Regions from separate parts of the Sus scrofa genome. Here all the other regions are linked to region 1. A link is a contact called in public HiChIP or PLAC-seq and promoter capture Hi-C data. All regions are on one chromosome and are shown on one strand. The core of a region is the stretch at or near the end of the contact, and the rest is flanking DNA. Distances in the headings are between cores, read along the strand shown. Region 1 has its middle 15 kb from the start of FOS. Region 2 holds the start of FLVCR2 (feline leukemia virus subgroup C cellular receptor family member 2). Region 3 overlaps EIF2B2 (translation initiation factor eIF-2B subunit beta). Region 4 overlaps JDP2 (jun dimerization protein 2). Region 5 holds the start of NEK9 (serine/threonine-protein kinase Nek9).

What was found. Promoter capture Hi-C pulls out the DNA fragments that hold promoters and counts their contacts. HiChIP or PLAC-seq counts read pairs in DNA pulled down with a chosen protein or histone mark.
Region 2: a contact with region 1 is called in an H3K27ac HiChIP or PLAC-seq map of alveolar macrophages. The contact joins the promoter of FLVCR2 here to the enhancer-like site in region 1. A contact is called at or near these places in 1 of 5 promoter capture datasets (liver), 4 of 47 Hi-C or Micro-C datasets (brain, fetal skeletal muscle, heart right ventricle and 1 more) and 1 of 2 datasets of contacts at active chromatin or transcription factors (alveolar macrophages).
Region 3: an H3K27ac HiChIP or PLAC-seq map of alveolar macrophages shows a contact between it and region 1. The contact joins two enhancer-like sites. A contact is called at or near these places in 1 of 47 Hi-C or Micro-C datasets (epiblast stem cells) and 1 of 2 datasets of contacts at active chromatin or transcription factors (alveolar macrophages).
Region 4: an H3K27ac HiChIP or PLAC-seq map of alveolar macrophages shows a contact between it and region 1. The contact joins two enhancer-like sites. A contact is called at or near these places in 2 of 47 Hi-C or Micro-C datasets (embryonic fibroblasts and mesenteric adipose tissue) and 1 of 2 datasets of contacts at active chromatin or transcription factors (alveolar macrophages).
Region 5: a contact with region 1 is called in a promoter capture Hi-C map of fetal liver, with 7 times the contacts expected there. The contact joins the promoter of NEK9 here to the enhancer-like site in region 1. A contact is called at or near these places in 5 of 5 promoter capture datasets (fetal liver, fetal skeletal muscle, liver and 1 more), 38 of 47 Hi-C or Micro-C datasets (adipocytes, adipose tissue, alveolar macrophages and 19 more) and 2 of 2 datasets of contacts at active chromatin or transcription factors (alveolar macrophages and skeletal muscle).

The regions. Positions count from the first base shown.
Region 1 is chr7:98,462,474-98,466,544 of Sscrofa11.1, reverse strand. No RefSeq gene overlaps it. Among named protein-coding and RNA genes, the nearest start is that of FOS, 15 kb to the right of the region's middle. Within about 2 kb of position 2,329, at least 42 of the 83 cell types and tissues checked have an H3K27ac peak or open chromatin away from gene starts, as enhancers often do. A contact at or near this core is called in adipose tissue, alveolar macrophages, brain and 10 more, where this site is marked.
Region 2 is chr7:98,716,130-98,720,200 of Sscrofa11.1, reverse strand. It overlaps FLVCR2 (feline leukemia virus subgroup C cellular receptor family member 2), which reads right to left and starts at 1,882. Exons shown (of 11, transcript NM_001142840.1): 1 at 1,270-1,882; 2 at 1,006-1,267. The coding sequence starts at 1,745.
Region 3 is chr7:98,229,031-98,233,101 of Sscrofa11.1, reverse strand. The region is part of intron 7 of EIF2B2 (translation initiation factor eIF-2B subunit beta); the gene reads right to left. It also overlaps a transcript of ACYP1 not described here. Among named protein-coding and RNA genes, the nearest start is that of EIF2B2, 27 kb to the right of the region's middle. Within about 2 kb of position 2,096, at least 2 of the 83 cell types and tissues checked have an H3K27ac peak or open chromatin away from gene starts, as enhancers often do. A contact at or near this core is called in alveolar macrophages, where this site is marked.
Region 4 is chr7:98,611,833-98,615,903 of Sscrofa11.1, reverse strand. JDP2 (jun dimerization protein 2) reads right to left here. Exons shown (of 4, transcript XM_021099535.1): 4 at 1-598. The coding sequence ends at 413. Among named protein-coding and RNA genes, the nearest start is that of JDP2, 39 kb to the right of the region's middle. Within about 2 kb of position 2,028, at least 19 of the 83 cell types and tissues checked have an H3K27ac peak or open chromatin away from gene starts, as enhancers often do. A contact at or near this core is called in alveolar macrophages and mesenteric adipose tissue, where this site is marked.
Region 5 is chr7:98,319,885-98,323,955 of Sscrofa11.1, reverse strand. NEK9 (serine/threonine-protein kinase Nek9) reads left to right here and starts at 1,884. Exons shown (of 22, transcript XM_003356752.4): 1 at 1,884-2,257. The coding sequence starts at 2,039.

The DNA.
Region 1 (4,071 bases), core at 1,080-3,579:
GGCTTCCAGGGTCTGCCCTGCCCTCCTCGTCTTCTTTCACGAAAGTCTCCCCCCCTCCCACCCCTACCCCAGGAGGAGGGGCCTCGGGCTGCCAGCACCTGGCCCTGCTGGGACCACACCCTCCGCGCAGCCCTCAGGCCGAAAATGTTCCTAGAGCTGCTGTGCAGGCCACACCATTCCTGCTTTCTTCCAACGTCACGCTATCGAGTCAGGGCCCAGACCCAGGGCCTACCCTGCCCCACCCGAGCTCCAGGAATCGAGCCAGTCTCAATGCTCGTCAACAGGTTCACTCATTCTTGAAACCCCAAAGATTTTGTTTGGGGGCTTTTTTGGCATTGTTCTGTTTTGTTTAGCCATGCCCAAAGGGTGGGGAAGTTCCAGGGCCGGGGATGGAACCCACGCCATATCAACCCACATCACAGTAGTGACAATGCTGGATCCTTAACCCACTGAGCCACCAGGGAACTCCGAAACCTCAAAGATTTTGGAGACTCTCTTCTCCTTTATACCTGGCTCCTCTCATAGGCAAGAATAGAGCTTCTGTTTACTAAACTCCTGATATGCCCAGCATTTTATAAGCATGGAATGCACACAACAGTTTTGGGGGTAGACACAATTGTCCCCACTTCACAGATGAGAAAACTGAGGCTCCAAGAAGTAGAGTGCTCTGCCCAAAGTCAAACGATTAGTAACAGGAGTTCCCGTCATGGCACAGTGGTTAATGAATCCAACTAGGAACCATGAGATTGCGGGTTCGATCCCTGGCCTTGCTCAGTGGGTTAAAGATCCGGCGTTGCCATGAGCTGTGGTATAGGTCACAGACACAGCTCGGATCCCGCGATGCTGTGGCGTAGGCTGGTGGCTACAGCTCTGATTAGACCCCTAGCCTGGGAACTTCCGTATGCTGCAGGAGCAGCCCTAGAAAAGGCAAAAAGACAGAAAAAAAAAAAAAAAAAAAAAAACAATTAGTAACAGAGACAGGACTCCACCCAGACCTGCGTGACCACAGCGATCACACACTGCTCAGGAAGGTCAGTGCCCAAGGGAACAAAGATCACATCTGAGAGTTCCCATGGTGACACAGTGGAAACGAATCCGACTAGCATCCATGAGGACACAGGTTCAATCCCTGGCCTCGCTCAGTGGGTTAAAGGATCTGCCATTGCCATGAGCTATGGTGTAGGTCAAAGATGCAACTCGGATCTCACCTTGCTGTGGCTGTGGCATAGGCTGGCTCCGATTCGACCCCTAGCCTGGGAACCTCCATATGCCACTAGTACAGCCCTAAAAAAGGCCAAAAAAAGAGAGAGAGAGAGATCATATCATCTTCCCTCATTCCATTTACAAGACAGCTAAAATGGAAAATAGATTGATAAACTGTTCGATGGCCCTTCCTTTTGTGCCAGGCACTATTTTGCACTTTGCAAATATCATCTCCATTTACCCTCCCCATATCGCTAAGAGATGGGTGGTTCTTTTTTCAGAGGAGAAAATTGAAGCACAGAGGAGAGAGTAAACTTGCCTGAGGCCACACAGCAAGTGATGCATCTGCCTAGACCTGACTCTAGAGGCTCTGCTGCCAGAAGCAGATCCCAAGAACAGGGCCCCCCGCCCCCCCCATGCGCCCCCCAATTCTCTGTCCTTTGACCTTCCTGTGTCTCCACCCTCCTCATCTGGCAGTCCATTTCACACTTCCCCATCCCTCTCTGGGGGTGGTTCTCTTGTGAAATTACTTTGTGAAACTGCATCTTGTGCAAGGCCGTCTAGATCACTACCTAGATTTCCCCAAAGAACTGAGAAGAAGGTTTATCGAAGCAAAGGCTTGGCGTTGCGTCTATGGAAATCAATCAATTACTTCATTCACCATCACAGGGTTGAGAGCACGTCTTGTCCCCAGACACACGGTGGGCATGATGGAGGTCTATGACACCCAGAACCTGGCCTCCACTCTCAAGGAAACAACAGTAAAGACAGCATGTCTGTGCACGGCAGTATTTCATAAGATACAGAGGAGAGGAGTCAGAAAAGTTGTTAACAAAGGAAGCGGAATTTGAAATAGCGTTTGAAAGAAGGGGCAAGCTTTGGCTAGCAGGAAGGGAAAAAAAGCAGTCCAGGCAAGAGAAACAAGAGAAGCGTGTTCTCTGTCCAAATAAACCAGATGCTCAGAAATAAACTAAAGAGAGGAAAATCTGGGACTGAGGTTTTTCTGCCAAGTTTTGCTATTTCCATCAGGGTAAACAAAGAAAATCTTTTCCCCCAGCCCTGCTGCCGTTACTGGAATTGGAGAATGTCCACCAGGGGGCAGAGCTGCCACTTCTGCTGCTAGAGCCCCAAGTGCAATCAAGCGAGAAAGGCGAAGGGTCCCAGACTCTTCAAATCTACCGGGTGGCTGGGATGGCCCGGGCCGATCCGTGGGCATCAGTCTTCTCGGTCTGAGCTTCCAAGGAGCAGAAAAGGGGTTTCCATCAGGCTACAGATGCCTTCTGCTATCGTCTTGACTGAGAAAAACTTAATGGGAGGCTTTCGTAACTTTGAAAAATGACCAAGTGCTTGTCTAAGACTGGTTGCAGGACAGCCAACTCAGGTTCTCTGGACGAGGGGAGCCATTCCAGCCACTGGGAGGGGGAATGCGTGTGGTTTGGGGGGACTACACACCTCCTGACCATCACCCCCAGGCCCTAGGGTTATGCTGAGGGCTATATGGGGCAGTAGGCTGCTACTGGCACCCTTTAGGAGTCCTGAAGTCAGTATTTAGCCTTACTGTACATTCCACTATCTGAGCCAGGCAACAGGGTCCTGAAGCCACAAGAACAGAGGGGGTTAGAGGTGAGGTGGAAGAAACACTAGTTTGAAATGCCCGAAATCTTGACATTTATCTCTCTAACTAGCTGTGCAAGTTTGTAGGGCTGAACCAATTTCTCTGTCTCAGTTCCCCCATTTGTAAAATTCAAAGGCTGAATTAAAGGAATATTATCTGATGTGCGTTCTAGCTCTGAAATTATGAAAAGCGCACACTCCTTGGGCCAGAAGAACTGAGGAATGGGCAGGGGTTAGAGCGGGGGCGGAGCTGGGGGGGGGGGCGTGGGATTTGCAACCAAGCATCTTGAAGAGTTAATCCCACACCCGCAGTCGGCTCCCCCAGCAGTGGCCACTGCGGCACTGCCCGCCCCACCCCCGCCCTCAAGGCCAGACGGCACACACCCACGGCTCCCTCCGAGACTTCTGGAATCTCACTACATTCCTCCCAGGAATGTTTATTGCCCTTTACATCTGCAAATCGCTATACATCAGCAACCCTGCTGCGCGATTATTAATCATCGCGGCAATATTCCTTCTTCCGCCTGTAAGAGGAATTGCGGGGGTCTGGATTTATGAAGGTGAAATCCGAAGGTAATTTGCCTGATTCATTCAATTACCAGCTAACTACAGTTAATCAAGTGCCTAGTATGAGCAAGGCACAGAGAGACTCATAAATCCAATTACTATGGGGTTCCGAATTGAGGGGTCCGAAGTGTAAGGGTCTTCAAAGAACCTCACTGATATTTCACTATGTCATGCCCCCCATCAATTAAAAAGTGACGGATGATCTCCCCTTTCAAGCTTGATGACACTGGGCCCCACCCCCACAGTTCATTTTACCAGGCTAGGTACCTGGAAGTGACCTTCCCAAGGTCACTTATCCCCCAAGGCACAGCAGTCATCCCAAAACCTCAGTCTTCAAAGCTTTCCACTGGGCCATGGGAGAATTTTAAAATCAAGCCTATAAAATGTAATATGGAGTGAGGCGAGGGATGGCTGTTTCCATGATTTCCGGGCACAGAGTGAGAAAATCGTGATCCCAGCTCACCCACCCAAAGCAGACGAGACAGCCCAAATCTTGGCTGCAGCCTTAACAAGACAAGATATGTTTGGGACCCCTGCGCTCATCTATCAGTCATCCACGCCCTCCCTCGGGGTCCCCATCGCCACCGCCCCTCGCCTCCGTTCAGGTCCCAGGAAAAGGTAGCGGGTGGCGTGGAACACAGGGGCCGAAGCCCCCCCACGGGGGCGTGGCCGGGGACAGGGGCGGGG
Region 2 (4,071 bases), core at 633-3,132, 250 kb before region 1:
CCTGATGGTGAAGATGAACAGAATGGAAATTTGCCTCGAAGAAAGTTTGGAAATTTCTGAGCCAGATGAGAACTTTCTAATGAAAGCTTACATTTTCTAAATGTAATGAATGCATAAGGGAAAACAGGCCTCCAAGAACAAAGGGTCACCGGTCACTTGTCAAACGTGGAGCCACAACTGCACATACTTGGAAAAGAGGGAGACCCCAGGCAGTGATCCAGATAAAGAAACATGCCATAAATAGCTGCTTCAAACATTTGAAGAAGGCACCCAGATCTACAACATGGCCACCTTTCTGAGTCATATCCATGTGGAAATGCAAAGAATCTGAGATTCTCCCTCCAAAAAGAAGACAAATGGTTAAGAAAGGAGCTTTCCAGGCCCTTCCAAACATTCTAGGCCTTGGAAATTCAGAGCAAGAATTCAACTCCATTCTGCTGCACTTGGCTCTAACCCCCAGGGAAGGAGTTGGCACAAAGCACTGCCCCCACCATCCTGGCTTCAGGTGTGTATAAAAGGTGAGAGCGGCGTCAAAGGTCAACCAGGGCCCGCTCTGCCTTTCCATGCAAGCAGGAGATCCTATGCTTCAGGAAACCTGGCGAAAGCCACCTGCCAACTTCTGATGACACAGAATAGTCTGACACCCCGGGACTGCTCCCTGAAAGAAGAGCTCTCCTGAAGGCACAGGTCCGGGCTGGTGAAGGAGGTTGAGGAAGGAGACCACAAACCAGTGTGTGTTCCCAAAGCACACTGGCTGCTGGGGAAGGAGAACATGCAGGTGACAGAAAAGGCCCCTCCTTTTGCTTCCCCACCACTCTGACACAGTCACCCAGTCACAATCACTCACTCACACTGTCACACCCAGCTACAGTCGCCCAGGGTCACAAACACCATTGACATCTGAAAACCACAGTCTCCACTCAGGCGGGCAGTTCGCTACCACCAACACGGCCAGTCCCACAGGGACGCCCATCCCCCCGGTCAACCACAAAGCCCCCTGCCCACCTGGTTGCCAAAGACAGCGATGGAGCAGGCCGTGGACACCTCATTAGCCCCGAACCACACGGAGGCGATGCGGGAGGGCATGCCCAGGATGAAGACCTGGGCTACGGAGCAGATGACCTGGCCCAGCACGGTGACCGGGAAGAGATGGGGCTTGAGGCTGCCCAGCTTCACCCAGGCCCCCAGGCAGTTGAGAGCAGAGCCGGTGAGGGCTATGGTGCGCAGCCCGAATTTCTCCAGGAGCCAGGCCACAGGCAGCAGCAGAGGATGTATGTCAGCATGTAGCACATGGAGAGCCAGTCGATGGCAAAGGCACTGACCCCGTAGAAGTTCATGAAGATGTTGTTGATGGAGCCATACTGGATCCACTGGAAGGCGTTGCACATGGAGTAGCAGCTAAACAGCAGGACCACTGCCCACCGGCGCTTGCTCACCTTGATCACGCTAAGGTCCTCAGGGCCGGAGCTACTGGGTTGGCCCGAGCTACTGGGTTGGACCAAGCCACTGGGTTGAGCCAAGGTACTGGGGTGGGCTGAACTACTGGGGTACACAGAGACACTGGGATGGATCGAGACGCTGGGATGCGCGGAGGTGCTAGCATGGGCTGAGAAGCTGGGGTGGGCGGAGATGCTGGGGTGGCCGGAGACGCTGGGTTGGGCAGCGAGGTTGGGGTTCTCCTGGAGTGCAGAAGTCTGCGACGGCGCGCCATCGAGCCCTTCGTGGCTAGGATCTTCATTCACCATGACCACAGCCTCTCCTGGCGTCCTAGACAAGTGCTGAGGACTCTAGACAACTTAAGAGACAGTGGCCTCGTCCGGTCACCTAGAGCTGACGTGGCACTTGCCCCAGCCCGCCCCAGAATAAACGGAGTTCCGAGCCTGTGTAAAAGCCGTCAGAGGGGCGCCTTCGCTCACCCCCAAGCTCTGCTCCCACGTTTCCTCGGCGTCGTCTGTCACTGACTGCGGTCCTGGCCGCCGGTGTCTTGAGTCCTCCCCAGGCGTCCTGCGGAGGTTCAACCTCTCCGTCCAGGAAACAGTTCTTCAGGCGCAGCCTCTTCGCCGGACTCGGTTCGCTCCCGGGCCGGCTCGGGGCCTCGCCCCCTCCGGCGCACGTGACCGCCCCGCCCCCGTCCCGCCGGGCTTCCCCCACCCCCCTACCCACCCCCCACCCCACCCGCAAAGCCTCCCGCCTTCTGCGGCAGCTGGCCGGGCGGTATAGTTGTTTCGCCACCGCTTGCGGGTGCATTCCTCCCCCACGCCCCGGGCACCATGGAAACCGCCCGGTTAACCCCCACCCGTGCACTGTCCCTCAAATTCATTTGTCCCCTCCCAGGCCGCTCCGCAAGAAAATGCCCATCGCCCTTCCGAGGTAATCCTGCAAATATAGAGTCTCCTCCCTGCGCACACGGATGCCCAGAGCCCTCAATCTGCTCTATGGGATCCAAGAGGGATTCCCAACTTTTTCCGACTTGGCTGGGCTCCCCAGCCCTTGCTAGACTTTGGGTATAAAGAGCGATGTGTGGATTTCCCGGGCTAGTTGCGCTCCCGGGTAAAGGCAAGTTGCGGAAACTCGCTTTGCTGCTAGCTTTCCCTGCGGACCGGGTCTTATATTGGGGAACTCAGATTTGAACCTGTTCCGCAGGCTCTTCATTTCTGGAGGATCCCTGGGCGACCTCCTGGGCGAAGACCTGTGGGTAGAAGGGCTGGGGAGCCGGAGACCTTGAAGACCATGGCAGTGGTGCGGTGAAATGCCTGGCACAGCACGGGTTCCGGGCTTAGGTTGTGGTCTCTGCACCCACGTAGCCCTAGGCTGCCACCTGCTGGTCCACAGCCCGCTGCGAAGAGTAATCTCTTATCAGGGGCTGCACGTCAGGCTTGCCCTCTTTTTATTTCAGACTGGGGAGGGATCAGAGCCCAGATCCTCTGTGGGTTCAAACACGCGATTAGCTACTCCTAGGTGTATTCTGTAAAATAAGATACTCCACCTCCCTGTGCCTCAGTTTCTTGGAAAATCTATAAAATGGGAGGATGAAATAATAGTACCGACCTCACAGTGTTGTTTTCAGGCTTGAATGAGTTAAGACTTGAAAGCACTTGGAAAATTCCTGGCAGATAGTAAGCATTCCAGGGGTGTCAGATATCCTGACAATTAAAAAGTGAATATTTGTATTGTGCTAAACATGTTTACTGTATTACTCACAAGAATTCGGTAATGTAAGTGCTTTTGCCTGCCCAAACTTTTTAGATGGGAAAACTGACTCTCATAGAGGTGAGATAAGTTTTTACTTAAGGTCGCAGCTGACCTAAAGAGGCATAATTCTCATGCAAGTCTGTTTTTTCAAGTTACAGTCTAGCTAGTCAAGCACAGTCTGGGGACTGCAGGGCAAGCATCCTCTGGGGCTTGTTACAGAGGCAGAAGCCCAGGCCCTCCCTGAACCTATGGAATTGGAGGCTGCATTTTAAAAGGCCTCCAGGAGATTCCTTTGTTTGCACATTAAAGAGCCACTGGGTGCCACAGCTTTCCTGTCTTTTTTTTCCACCCTGTGACCAAAAATGAAGAATTGAAAGTTCTGGGAGTTCCTGTTGTGGCACAGCAGAATTCAACTAGTATCCATGAGGATGCGGGTTCAGTCCCTGGCCTTGCTCAGTGGATTAAGAATCCGGCTTTGCCGTGAGCTGTCATAGACTCCGCTCAGATCCTGCGTTGCTGTTGAGGCAGAATATTAACTCAGGTAGTCAGTGTAGGAGCATGGGCTTGGATGCCTCCTTTGATATGGCCATTGATTAACATTTGTGGCTTAAGGGCTCCAGGGAGTAACATCCTCACAGGCCTTGTTTACTATAGGGGAGTGTACGGATATTAATCTCTAATCCCCTGTGACTCAGTTTACAGGAAGACAGGGCAAAGAAACTATGAGGCTTAATGGGACATTTCCACTCCTAGGACCCTATTGGACAAGGACTGATATAGGTAACTGAGCAAGGCCAATGGGAGAAGACCACATCTCTCTGGACCCCACGTTGGTACCCTCCCAACTTTAAGGAATAAAAATCCCATAGGACAATAGAG
Region 3 (4,071 bases), core at 847-3,346, 230 kb after region 1:
GGCCAGATGGCTGAGAGCCCTGAGCATCACTGAGGGACTTGGATCCCCATTGTAGATGTGCATTGTAGACCTTCAGAGCCTCTGAAATCTGAAAGCCGTTCATCTTCTTTGATTTTCAAAATATGCCCTTTTATCCTGTTTACAATGTAAGTTTATTTTGTAAATGTCATAATGGATCAAAGGCAAAGTTCTATCATAATTATCACAGAAGTATAATTCATGAAGGTCAAATTTTGGTAGTTTTACTATTTCCAGAAAACAAATAGATTTGTTCCTAAAATTGTATTTACCTGGAATTCTTTATTGTTTAATACCAAAATCTCACTAATGGCATCTGAGATGAGAATAGCCACAAGATCTGCAGATGTTCAGAGAAATAGAGGGGACATATTTAAATTTCTCGATATTCTAGATTGTCACTCTGTTGGTTAGCTGCCACCAAGGAGATTTTTAGATAAAAGCACTTTTCTAAGTCAAGATATGTTTTTGTTACTCTTGAATACCAAAAGCAATCTATTCCTATAATTGACTTAATGTTTGTACATATTTTTGTAATGGACAAATATATTACTGATTTAAATTATGGTGAAATTAATGCCATCTAATAGCACTTTTTATGGCATGTTTCCACCTACAAAAAATATAACTGTTCAGTTATGATAGCATAAAGAATAAGCTATGAATGTTAAGCTAAAACTAGGATAGCATAAGTATTTATTCAGCAATATTTTTTGAGCACCTGTTATGTGCCTGGTGCATGCTGGGAACATAACAAAAATCCTCGCCCTTATGAAGTTTCTATGTGTTGTTTTGAAATATCAAAAATACAGCCCTGACATGAGTAAATTACTTTCATATATTCTGCTTCATTCAAGGAATGGACAACATCATGAACTTTGTTATGGATTATATAATCCTCTAGAATCAGGTGCAGGATTGATTTCTTAGGATTCCTAACTCTTGGTAATTCACATTGGCTCTAGTTTCAAGTTTGAGGTTACTCCCTCATAATTTATTATTTATTCCATTGTTTTGCCCGATACAGGATGTTCGGTATTCATCACAACCAGCTGCAACTCCTCCTAACCTCAAAGGAGTTTAAAATTCAGCATTTTGGGGCCTGTTCTGTGGTTACACATGCTGTCAGAAAAATTATAATCCATTTTTAAGTCTGAAGCTCTCATGCCATGAATTTGATGGTGTCATAGAAACAGCTTTTTAATCTTTAGTAGAAATAGGAACAACAGGCATTATCTATTTTGATCAAATTCAAGAGGAGAACTTTTATTTCAGTATAATCAATAACAATAAATGTCAATTCTTTGGCCAAAAATATTAAAGTTATAAGCTAAAAATATGTAATAATATAATTGAGAATCAGTCATCCTGTCAGTGAGAAAGAGATTTCCTGATAGGTTTGGCTTTGGGGTCAGGACATTCTGCTTCTCTTTCACACTTGAGAGTTTATAGCCTTGCTACTCAAAATCATGGTCTGTAAATAATGTCACCCAGGAGTTTGTGAGAATTGCACAATCTTGTGTCTCATCCCTAATCTACTGAATCAGAATCTGAATCTAATAAGATCAATAGGAGTTTCCTGGTGGCAGTGGGTTAAGGATCCAACCTTGTCACTGCTATGGCTTGGGTTGCTGCTGTGGTGCAGGTTTGATCTCTGGCCTGGAAAATTCCACATGTTGCAGGCGCTGCCAAAAAAAATTATCAAGATCCCTAGGTGACTGTCTGCTCATCAGAGTTTGGGAAGCTTGAGTCTAAAGCATGGCAAACTATGACCTAGGGCCAGATCTAGTAGCCATCACTGGTTTTTGTACAGTCAGGGAGATAAGAATGGTTTTTACTCTTTTTTTAAATTGATATATAGTTGATTTACAATGTTACCTTAGTTTCAGGTATACTACATTTTAAAATAGTTGAACAAAAGGCAAAGGAAGATAATATTTCTTGGGAGATTAAAATTACATGAAATTAATATTTTGGTGTCTGTAAGTAAAGTTTCATTGGAACACAGCTACAACACTCACATACTGTCCATGATTAAGAATGAGTAATTGAATAGTTGTGACAGAAACCATGTGTCCCAACAGCCTAAATCATTTACTGCCTGGCCTTTGACAGAAAAAGAGTGCTGACCTCTGATCTAAAGTGTAATACAATTACAGTCTTCATGGGTTTCAGAGTAGCTTGTGAATCAAAGTCAGCTGATTATAAAATGTGTGGTTTAATGAACCTTCATGGTATCAAAGTTGAATTAATAAAGCAAAATCAGGATATAAACATTAAGAATGTGGGGTTTTCACCTTGTTTTAGAAATGAAATACTAGTTCCCATCGTGGCTCAGTGGTTAATGAATCCGACTAGGAACCATGAGGTTGTGGGTTCGATCCCTGGCCTTGCTCAGTGGGTTAACAATCCGGCGTTGCCGTGAGCTGTGGTATAGGTCGCAGACGCGGCTCAGATCCTGTGTTGCTGTGGTCTGGCGAAGGCTGGCAGCTACAGCTCTGATTAGACCCCTAGCCTGGGAAAACTCCATATGCCGCGGGAGCGGCCCAAGAAATGGCAAAAAAAAAAAAAAAGAAAAGAAAAAAAGAAATGAAATACTAATGAACTAATGAGTTTTTCATCAGGGGATACATTTGTTGTAGTTTTTCCTATAGTTTCAACTTTTTAGGAAACAAAAGAAATAGTTGTGACTCTTCAGTTTGTGTGCTTCTCTTAGCTCATGTTGTTAAATAGTTTGAATTAACCTTTTGCTCCCTCACCACAACATGATTATTTTAATCTTGAGCTGAGAATTTGAAATCCTGGTCCTCCTTGCTGGTCTTCTAGGTGGAAACCTGCTAGTCTTAGTGGACCAGCACGCCGCCCATGAGCGCATCCGCCTGGAGCAGCTGATTGCTGGTAAGAATCTCCTGAGGTCTAGGAAAGCTTGGAGACTCCCCGGCAGAATTAATGTACCTGAAGGAGTTTTTCCAACTGTGACTATTGAGAAAAAAGATTAATTATAGTTTAAAAAATTAATGAAAAAATTAAGCTGGAGTCTGCTGGCTCAGGTTCTTTTATAACTGAAAGTACACAGTAATTCACTTTACTCATTCAAACACATGGGCCTTACTTATGTGGGCAGAGGCATATTTGCCATCTATTTATCATCAGCCCTAAGGATCAGGCTACTTTATTACGACAGTATGCCCGTGGGATCTCCCTTCTTCACAGTTCATCAAGTAGAGACCACCAGTACCTCAGAAGGCCCAACATTTTTGTTTTTATCTTAAAATGTAATTGTTTTTGAATAGGTAGTATAATCAAATCGGTTCCAATCGGAAAGGTGCAGAAGAATATAATAAAGTCTCCTTTCTACCTTTGTCCTTCATCCCACCCAGTTTCTCTCCCCAGAGGTAACCTGTATCACTAATTCATTATGTATTCTTCCAAAGTCAATGTGTGCTTTTTAACCTTTGCCACCCTTTTTTTCTCATCATGAGGTAGTGTTTCCCCAAGATGTAAAATGCCAAGAAAAATCTTTATTCCTGTGGTCAAATAATAAAAAATAAAAATAACAAAACCCTGGAATGTTAAAGAGTTAGGTGAGGACCTAGGGAGGTATAGCAGTAGAATGGCAATGATGTTACTTCCGTCCTCATTTTTCCTTGTAAAATAAGTTGGGAAAGATACAGTAAAAGCAGGGTTAGAAAAGCTTCCTTGCTATAGGCCCTGGGCCATTTGAGAACAGTACTGACCAGTTTTCTTCAGAGACTGGGAAATCCCTCTAAAGGAATGGGGAAGGCTTCTTGAGCCATTGGGTTGTGTAGTAAACCCCTCGTATCTCCCCAGTAATCCACCATAGTCAGCCTTTGTTACTGATACTACATCTGTCGCCTATCTGTAGGAACATTGCATTTGTTCATTTGAATGTAAGATTTAAGTCTTATATTTCTTATTTAAGAAAATACTGCTAGGATTTCCTGTGGTGGCGCAGTAGTTAATGAATCCGACTAGGAACCATAGGGTTGCAGGTTCGATCCCTGGCCTTGCTCAGTGGGTTGAGGATCTGGC
Region 4 (4,071 bases), core at 779-3,278, 150 kb before region 1:
CTGGCTGCTTGGAGGTCCCTGGGGTGGGTGCTTGGTGCAGAGGCCGGAGAAGTGCCCAAGGCTGCCTAGGTGGGCATCTCTTCGGCCCAGGTGCCTCGGTCCCACCTCTTTTGAGCTGGGCCCCAGCAGGACAGCCCCACCCGCGAGTCTACTTTGGTCTCAGCGCTTGGTCCTTCTGGGTTTCGTCAGCCTGCTCTTCCCCTTGTGTGGCTGATCTGAGTTTCACAAAAAAAAAAAAAAAAAAAAAAAAAAAGAAAGAAAAAAAGCCCGGCCGATTACTGGCTGTGCTGAGCCTCATTGTAAAGTTTTTCACGCACCAAGGCAGGGCCCTCGGGTGCCCTCGTCCTCCTCCCTCTTGCCATCTCCTCCTCCTCTTCCTGGTCCTCCTCTTCCTCCTCCTCCCAGCCCAGGGTCACTTCTTCTCTAGCTGCTCAAGTAGCGGGTTGCCTTCCGACTCGGGCGTCTTGACGCTGTCCGTCCGAACGATACAGGTGGGGCGATGCCGGTTCAGCATCAGGATGAGCTGCTGCCGCTCCTGCTTGAGCTCCTCGATCTGGGTCTTCAACTCCGCATTCATGAGTTCCAGCCGCTCAGACTCCTGAGTGCAAAAACAGAGACGTGGTTTTTAAGCTCTCTCTGGGGACCAGCTCCGGGTAGAGGCTCTCCTTCTGAGTAGGCACAGGGCACTCCGGGCCGGCATCTGCCTGGTTTCTGCCTGCTAGGTTCCCACTGGAGGAAGCACAGAATCTGCTAGTAGCCCCATTCCCCTCTCCCCCTTCCCCGCCCCCCCATGCCCCTGGGGGTAACTGGCTTTCTTTAGGCCTTGCCCATCACTCCTGTGAGGTTGGCCTGTCCTGCTAGTGCGCTGAACCCAGGTTATACCCTGGGGCCAGTCTGGCTCATATCTCACCTCTCTTCCTCCACTCAATCCACTCCAGTCACAGTGGCTTCCTTGCTGCTGCTCAAATATCCCAGACACTGCCCTGCCTCAGGGCCTTTGCACAAGAAACAAAGGGTAGGAGAAGAATGGAGGCCAAGTGGATCCAGAACAGGTGCACAGAGGGTCCACAGAGGGGTTAGAGTTGGCCCACGATGACGGTGCAATGGCAAAGTGCTTTATGTTGATAAATGTACAATAAGGACATTCTGGAATGTGGAATCCGTGAGTCCAGTACAGTCATATAATTCCTCCTGAGACACGTGCTTCCTGGTTCCTAGTCTGCAATTATTTGAACAGCTTCTTCCTTATCGGCTGTTATCTAGAAGGTTTGCCCTTTGGGAGGCAATCAATAGTTATCCTTCTGGATCCAAAAGGGGTTTTCTGGGGGGTTTTTTTGTCCCGATTTTTTTTTTTTTTTTTTTTTTTGAGAGCATGACAGAGCTCTAAGTGAGGGAGGGTGAGAGGGAACATCGGTGAAGTTTTAAATAGGCCTCAGGTGAGATTTCCAGAGACCTTCCAGCTCGGTTGGGGAAGCTCCAGGGAAAGGAAGGAATGTGACTTGATTTGGGGGATTTACAGGTGCATGACATGGAATGGGGGGGGCCTACCAATTCAAGGCTCAGGGAGTCAACACAGTAAAATACAGAAGCCGCTGAGTGATTTTCTTGGGCTCTACCTAAAACCTTAGAACCGGTTTGAGGGTTGGAATTTACTCAAGGGCCAGCACAGTTGAGACCAGTGTTTCTGAACCAGAAGCAATTTTGCCTCCCGGGAGACATTCGACAATGTCTGGCGACATCTGGCTGTCACGACTGGAAAGTGGGTGCCCCTGGCATCCAGCGGGTAGGGTTCAGGGAAGTTCTAAACATTCTTTCATGCTCAGGACTGCGTGGCAAGAACTGTCTAGGGGCCAGGGCTGGGCCACCTGCGTCAGATAAAGAACGGGCTGTGCTTGCAATGGACTGTGAGTTACCACTCGGCCTGGCGGCCTCCCTCGGGTCTCGGGGCCCTGGGGCGGGGGGAGGCTCAGGCAGGCTCCAGGGCTGCTGTCTGACTGACTTCTTCCTTGTGCTCATCTCTGTGGGAGTGCCTGGGGAACTCGGAATTGCTGAGATGTGCAGTCCTCGTGACCAGACACGGAGGGAGAACAGCCTCAGAAAAGGAAAAAGTGCTCAGGGGGAAAATATTAAAAGCCAGCCATGGCAGCTCAGGGTTCAGCAGAACAGGGCAAGCCAGGGAGGCTGGCCTGGGCCACTGCTCTTGAAATTCCGGGAGAAGTGCGTCTCTGAGGGTCAGGAGAGACCCCGTGTGAAACCACGAGTCTGTGACCCATCAGTCTGGGCAGGTTGGTGCTAATCTTAGCTGCCTGCTCACTGGGTCTACAAGCTGGTGACCTTGGGAACATTTCTGACCACCCAGTTCTCCCCAGCCAAGGTTTCAGCTCCAAGTTCAAGTCCTCTGAGCCTCTGCCTCCGGGAGTCTCAGTTCAATACCCCCCTCCCCCAGGAGTGTTTGCAGAGGACCTGCTATGTACAGGGAATGCTTTAGAGGGTCCAAAGGCCCATGAACCAACACAGGTCTCGTGCAGCTTCCACTCTAAGGCGAAGAAGGGTCCATACAGCAGGGCAGAGCTTATCAGGTGCCCATCAGCCATCCAGGGTCCAAAAGACCTTGAAAGAGTAGGTGACATGGCCGGGGCTGACCTTGCTTTTGAAAAGTGTGTTGATTCTGGTTAAGGAGAGAAAGTGGGTGTGGGGGGCATCTCAAGAGGACATAGACATGGGAAACTTGAGATGTGTTTAGGAGATAAAAGTCCTCCACGGGAACCATAGGTCACTTCAGGACACTGTAGGGCACACATCTGGGAAGGCGGGTTGGGAGCTAGACCCGGAAGAGCTGGTGGGGGTTAGAAATAGAGTCTAGAGCAAGTTTCTTCACTTCTCTGAGCCTATTATCTCCTCTGTAAAAAGATGATGATGGTGGGGATTAAATGACTTCACGTGGGAAAAGCACTTCGTAAATGGAAGGCTTGGGGAGGCTTACGGACATTTTTCTTTAAGCTATGAGCAAGAGAAGAAGGATGAAGAGGAGGAGAGAGGAGGAGAAAACTTGGCAAGTCTTGAAACTGCCCGAATTTGAAATATGGGAGGTGGAGAAGAGAGCTGTCCTGAGCCTTGGGGAGGGTCCGAGCAAGGGAGAGGTGGGGGCCGTTCTCGGGGGAGCGCGAGGGACGAGTTGGGTTGGACAGTGAGTGGAAGTCAGAGCAGGAAATGCAAGGGGCAGGGTCGGCCAGGCAGCATCCAGCTGCCCTGCACACAGATCCTCGTCCTTGAAAAGACTGCAGGTCAAAACCACCTCCCACGTGAATATCTGTATCACACAAAAAGACCAAGTGGGTGTGGGGTCACCTGCTTCCCAAGCATTTATCTGAAAAACAGCATGCCAGATGAACACATACAGGTGATCCTGTTGTGACTCAGTGGGCTAAGAACCTGACATAGTGCCCATGAGGTGGCAGGTTCAATTCTTGGCCTTGCTCAGTGGGTTAAGGAGCTGGCATTGCCACAAGTTGCAGCATAGTTCACAGATGCAAAGCAGCAGGTGCAGTGGTAAAAAGAAAAAAATGTTTGAGTTCCTCATGGAATGTCCTGAACTCTGACAGTCTGGCTGTAAGGCTGTAACCAACTGCTTTTTTGGTTTCTTTTCTTTTGTTTTATTGGTTGGTGCTACATAGCTATTTACTGTGTAGGTATAAGTTGAGTGCAGCAGAATCTTTTTTGTTTGTTTGTTTGTTTTTTGTTTTTTAGGGCTGCACCCACAGTATATGGAAGTTCCCAGACCTACAACACAGCCACAGCAACTCGGGATCCAAGCCGCGTCCGCACCACATCTCACGGCAACACTGGATCCCTAGCCACTGAGCAAGGCCAGGGACTGAACTCGATTTCTCATGGATACTAGTCAGATTCTTAATCCACTGAGCCACAGCAGGAACTCCCCTTTTTTTTCTTTGCTTTTTTTAGGGCCGCACCTGCAGCATATGGAAGTTCCCAGGCTAGGGGTCAAAATCGGAGTTACAGCTGCTGGCCACAGACACAGCCACAGCAACTCAAGATCTGAGACGCTTCTGT
Region 5 (4,071 bases), core at 635-3,134, 140 kb after region 1:
CCTGCTGGCACTATCCACCCACTTAAAAGCTAGATGTGAGTCTCCTGGACACAGATTTGCCTCACCAACTATACCTAGCTGATCGTAGGGTTCTAAATGTTCTTCAGATGGCTTTCTTCATCTTTTTTTCCTTTTTTGGCCACAACTGCAGCATATGAAAGTTTCCAGGCCAGGAATCAAATCTGAGCTGCAGCTTTAATCTTTGCCACAGCTGCAGCAATGCCAGATCCTTAACCCACTGCACCAGGGGATGCTGGGGATTGAACCCACATCTCCGCAGCGACAGGATCCACCTCAGAGACAATGCCAGATCCTTTAATTGCTTGCCACAGCAGGAACTCCCTCAGTTCGGATTTCTTAAATTGGGCCCCATCTCCATTCACACTGATAGTACCTCAGTGCCTGTCTTCTGGCCTCCAGTCTTTGTCTTTCATTTTGCCATCAGAGTTCTTGGTAAAATATAGCTTTGGTATTATATAAAGTAACCATATTGTTTATTGTCTGAGCTGGGCACGTGAGCAAAAGGAGACTATTATGCTAGAGGAAAAGGTACAAATTGTGACTTGCCCCAGCAAACCGGGACATATAGTCACAAAAATAATACACTCCCCTGCTTAAAAATCTCCAATTTTCCACTGCCATGTTGCTGGCTTTGGCTCCCTCACTAGCTGTGTAACACAGCAGGTTACTTAACCCCTCTCAGTTCCTTCTGTATGCTACGAGGATTAAATGGGATGATACATGAAAAGAAAACCTTTAGCAGAGTTCCCGTCGTGGCTCAGTGGTTAACGAATCAGACTAGGAACCATGAGGTTTTGGGTTCGATCCCTGGCCTTGCTCAGTGGGTCAAGGATCCGGCTTTGCCGTGAGCTGTGGTGTAGGTTACAGACTCGGTTCGGATCCCGCGTTGCTGTGGCTCTGACGTAGGCCAGCGGCTGCAGCTCAGATTGAACCCCAAGCCTGGGAACCTCCATATGCCACGGGAGCAGCCCAAGAAATGGCAAAAACAAAAACAACAACAACAACAACAAAAACCTTTAGCATAGTGCCAGGAACATAATAAATGTTAGCTGTTACCTCTGTAGGTCATATTGCCACAACCTTACAATTGAAAGACAACCTCATAGTCCCACAACTTTACGACTGAAAGACAACCTTGGAGATGTAACTTGCCCACGGTCACAAAACGGATGGAACATGTTTCCACTCTATCACAATTTTCTTAGTGACTTGAGAGCAGGAAGCATCTCTTTGCAGATCCCCACCTCCAAATGCAGTATCTTGCACCTGGTGTTCGAAGAATCGCGGGACTAGATGGGCAAAGATTTTTAAAGACATGGAAGAATGTGAAATCTGAAAAAGAGGGGGAGATTGTCATGATAGTTGACTTAAAACACCTAGAATTGTGTGGAAAAGGGAAGGACCCAGGGTAGTTCTGGAAGAAGTAACCGGTGCACTGACTGAGATGACAGGGTGGGGTGGGGGTGGGGGGGCAAGTATTTCTGCTTATCTTTACTCTTCGTGTGTCTTTACTATAACCTCTTTCTAAACAAAGGGCGCTATCTGACGTTGAAAGAGACTGCTTCCCCAGCCACTGCCGTTGAAATAGGTCTGTGGCCAAGATGAGACTGAACAACCTTTGCACCTCAAAACTGTCTGGGGACCTGGCCAGGGCTCAGCCGAGGGGTCTTTAGACCGGTCGGTGATGTCCCTGCCCCTGCCAGAGCCCTTTGGCTCCATGCAGCCCCCACGAAGTGCTACCAACTCCGCCCGAGGCCTCGTTTTCCTCACAACCGGGAAGGAGAGAAGTCTTGGCCCCGAGGCTAAGCGAGCTGGCGGGCGAAGGCGGAGGAAACCCCCGCCGGGCCGGAAGCACCCGCAGCTGCTTCCGGGTCAGGGGGGAAGGAGCCACCATGGAGCCTCGCGGGGTGGCGGGGCTGGCGAAGCCGCGGGTCGGTGTCTGAAGCGGGAGCGGCGCAGCGCCGCCAGCACCGCCGGGGACACGCAGGCCGGTCCCGCCGCCGCCGCCGCCGCCGCCATGTCGGTGCTGGGCGAGTACGAGCGACACTGCGATTCCCTCAACTCGGACTTTGGGAGCGAGTCGGGGGGTGGCGGGGACGCGGGCCCGGGGCCCAACGCGGGTCCGGGGCCGCGAGCCGGCGGCGGCGCGGCGGAGCAGGAGGAGCTGCACTACATCCCCATCCGCGTCCTGGGACGCGGCGCCTTCGGGGAAGCCACGCTGTACCGCCGCACCGAGGTAGCCGCCCCCGTCCCGCCTGCGCGGCCCGGCTCTCCCCGCGCCTCGTCCTTACTTAGTGTCAGGGCGCCCGCAGTTATGTGTCTCGGGGTCCTCACCACTCGGCCACCTCACTTGCCCTCAGAGTTGGTTGGATCGCTGGTTTTACTAACTGGTCATTTTTTTTTTTTCTTAAACGCAAGTCATTGAACCTTCTCTAAGCCTTAGTTTCCCCATCTGTAAGTTGGAGTTAGTGGTAACTATCTGCCTTAAAAGTAATGTTTATTTTTTTAAGGTTGTTTTGAGAATCGAACGGGGATTCTTTCCAAATTGTATATTAAAATGGTATACGAGTGTTAGATCTCGTCAAAACTTCCTTCCCCTCTCATTCTGTACAGCTCTCCAAGGTCGGGGTGGAGAGGAGGGGATAGCTTCAAATTTCCCACATCCATGTCAACCCCGCTATCTTTGCCATAGCTTTGAGTTTAGATGTGAACATTGAGTTCGAGATTTTTCTCGAATGTCGCTGGGAAGATTGTCTTGTGTCGGTTTCTTCCTCATCCAGCAGCGTTTATGCATGGGATTTTTTTTTTTTTTTTTTTTTTTTTTTGGTGTATTCTAAGCCATTAGTTCTTAACTTTGCCAGGGATAAGGACTTCTTTGAGAATCTAATGTAAACATTGCCTCCCACCAATCCATTATTACACATATACACATCCATTGAAGAGATTCGTGGATTATTGATCCTCAGATTCAGAATGTGTACTGATTAAAACCCTGTAGTGGTGACTCTCCTTCCAAAAGCTAACCATAAACTCGATTTGATCACTAAAGGCTTAAAACTGTAGTCTTGGAATAGTTAAGCATCAATCAGAACCTTATGGGGTTGCTGAAGATGATTATCTGCAGTGCTGTTTTGTGTTCCAAGCTAGCATACTTTTAAGGCTAAAAGATGGAGGAGGAGAGAAGTGGTTGCAAAATTAATATATAGAGTTACTGTTAAAATTCGGTTTTCCAAATGCACTATGAGAAAGAAGAGATGAGCATTAATATTCCTATTTTATAGTTAAAGCAACTAAGACAGTATATTTGTGTAACTTGCCACTTTTAATTAGAAGCAAATCCTGGGCTGGGACAGAGTTTCACATCTTCTTGTCCATGCCTTTCCATTATTATCATGTTGAACTTGATTCTGAAATTATTTTAAATTATATTACACTTCCCCAAAACTATATAGTATTATCTGTAACACCAAATATTTATTACATCTCTGAGTATAAAGGATTAACTTGAAGCAGCCCTTTCCCTCAAGAAGCTTATATTTCAGTGGGAAGACCAGTTAGATTTGTTCTTTAGCAAATAACATATAAGTTATACATGTACATAAATAAAAAAGAATGGACAAATATTTCAGTGTATGAGCACTAAAAATTAAGGGAATGGTTGCATTGAATAAATGCACAGTAGAAGGTTTATCCATCTTCCTCAAAAGGTTTTTTTGGTTTGTTGTTGTTGTTATTTTTCTTTTTAAGGGCTGCACTAGCCGCATATGGAAGTTCCAAGGCTAGGGGTCAAATCAGAGCTACAGCTGCAGGCGTACACCACAGCCACAGCAACTCAGGATCTGAGCTGCATCTGTGACCTACCTCGCAGCTCATGGCAGTTCCATGTCCCAAACCCACTGAGTAAGGCCAGCGATCAAACCCACATCTTCATTGGTACGAGTCGGGTTCGTTTCTGCCATGATGGGAACTCCCTCCTCAGAAGTTCTAAAGGCCCAGTAGAGCCAGTCTAAAGGATATGCATGGTTATTTAGGTAGGATGCTCCTGGGCTG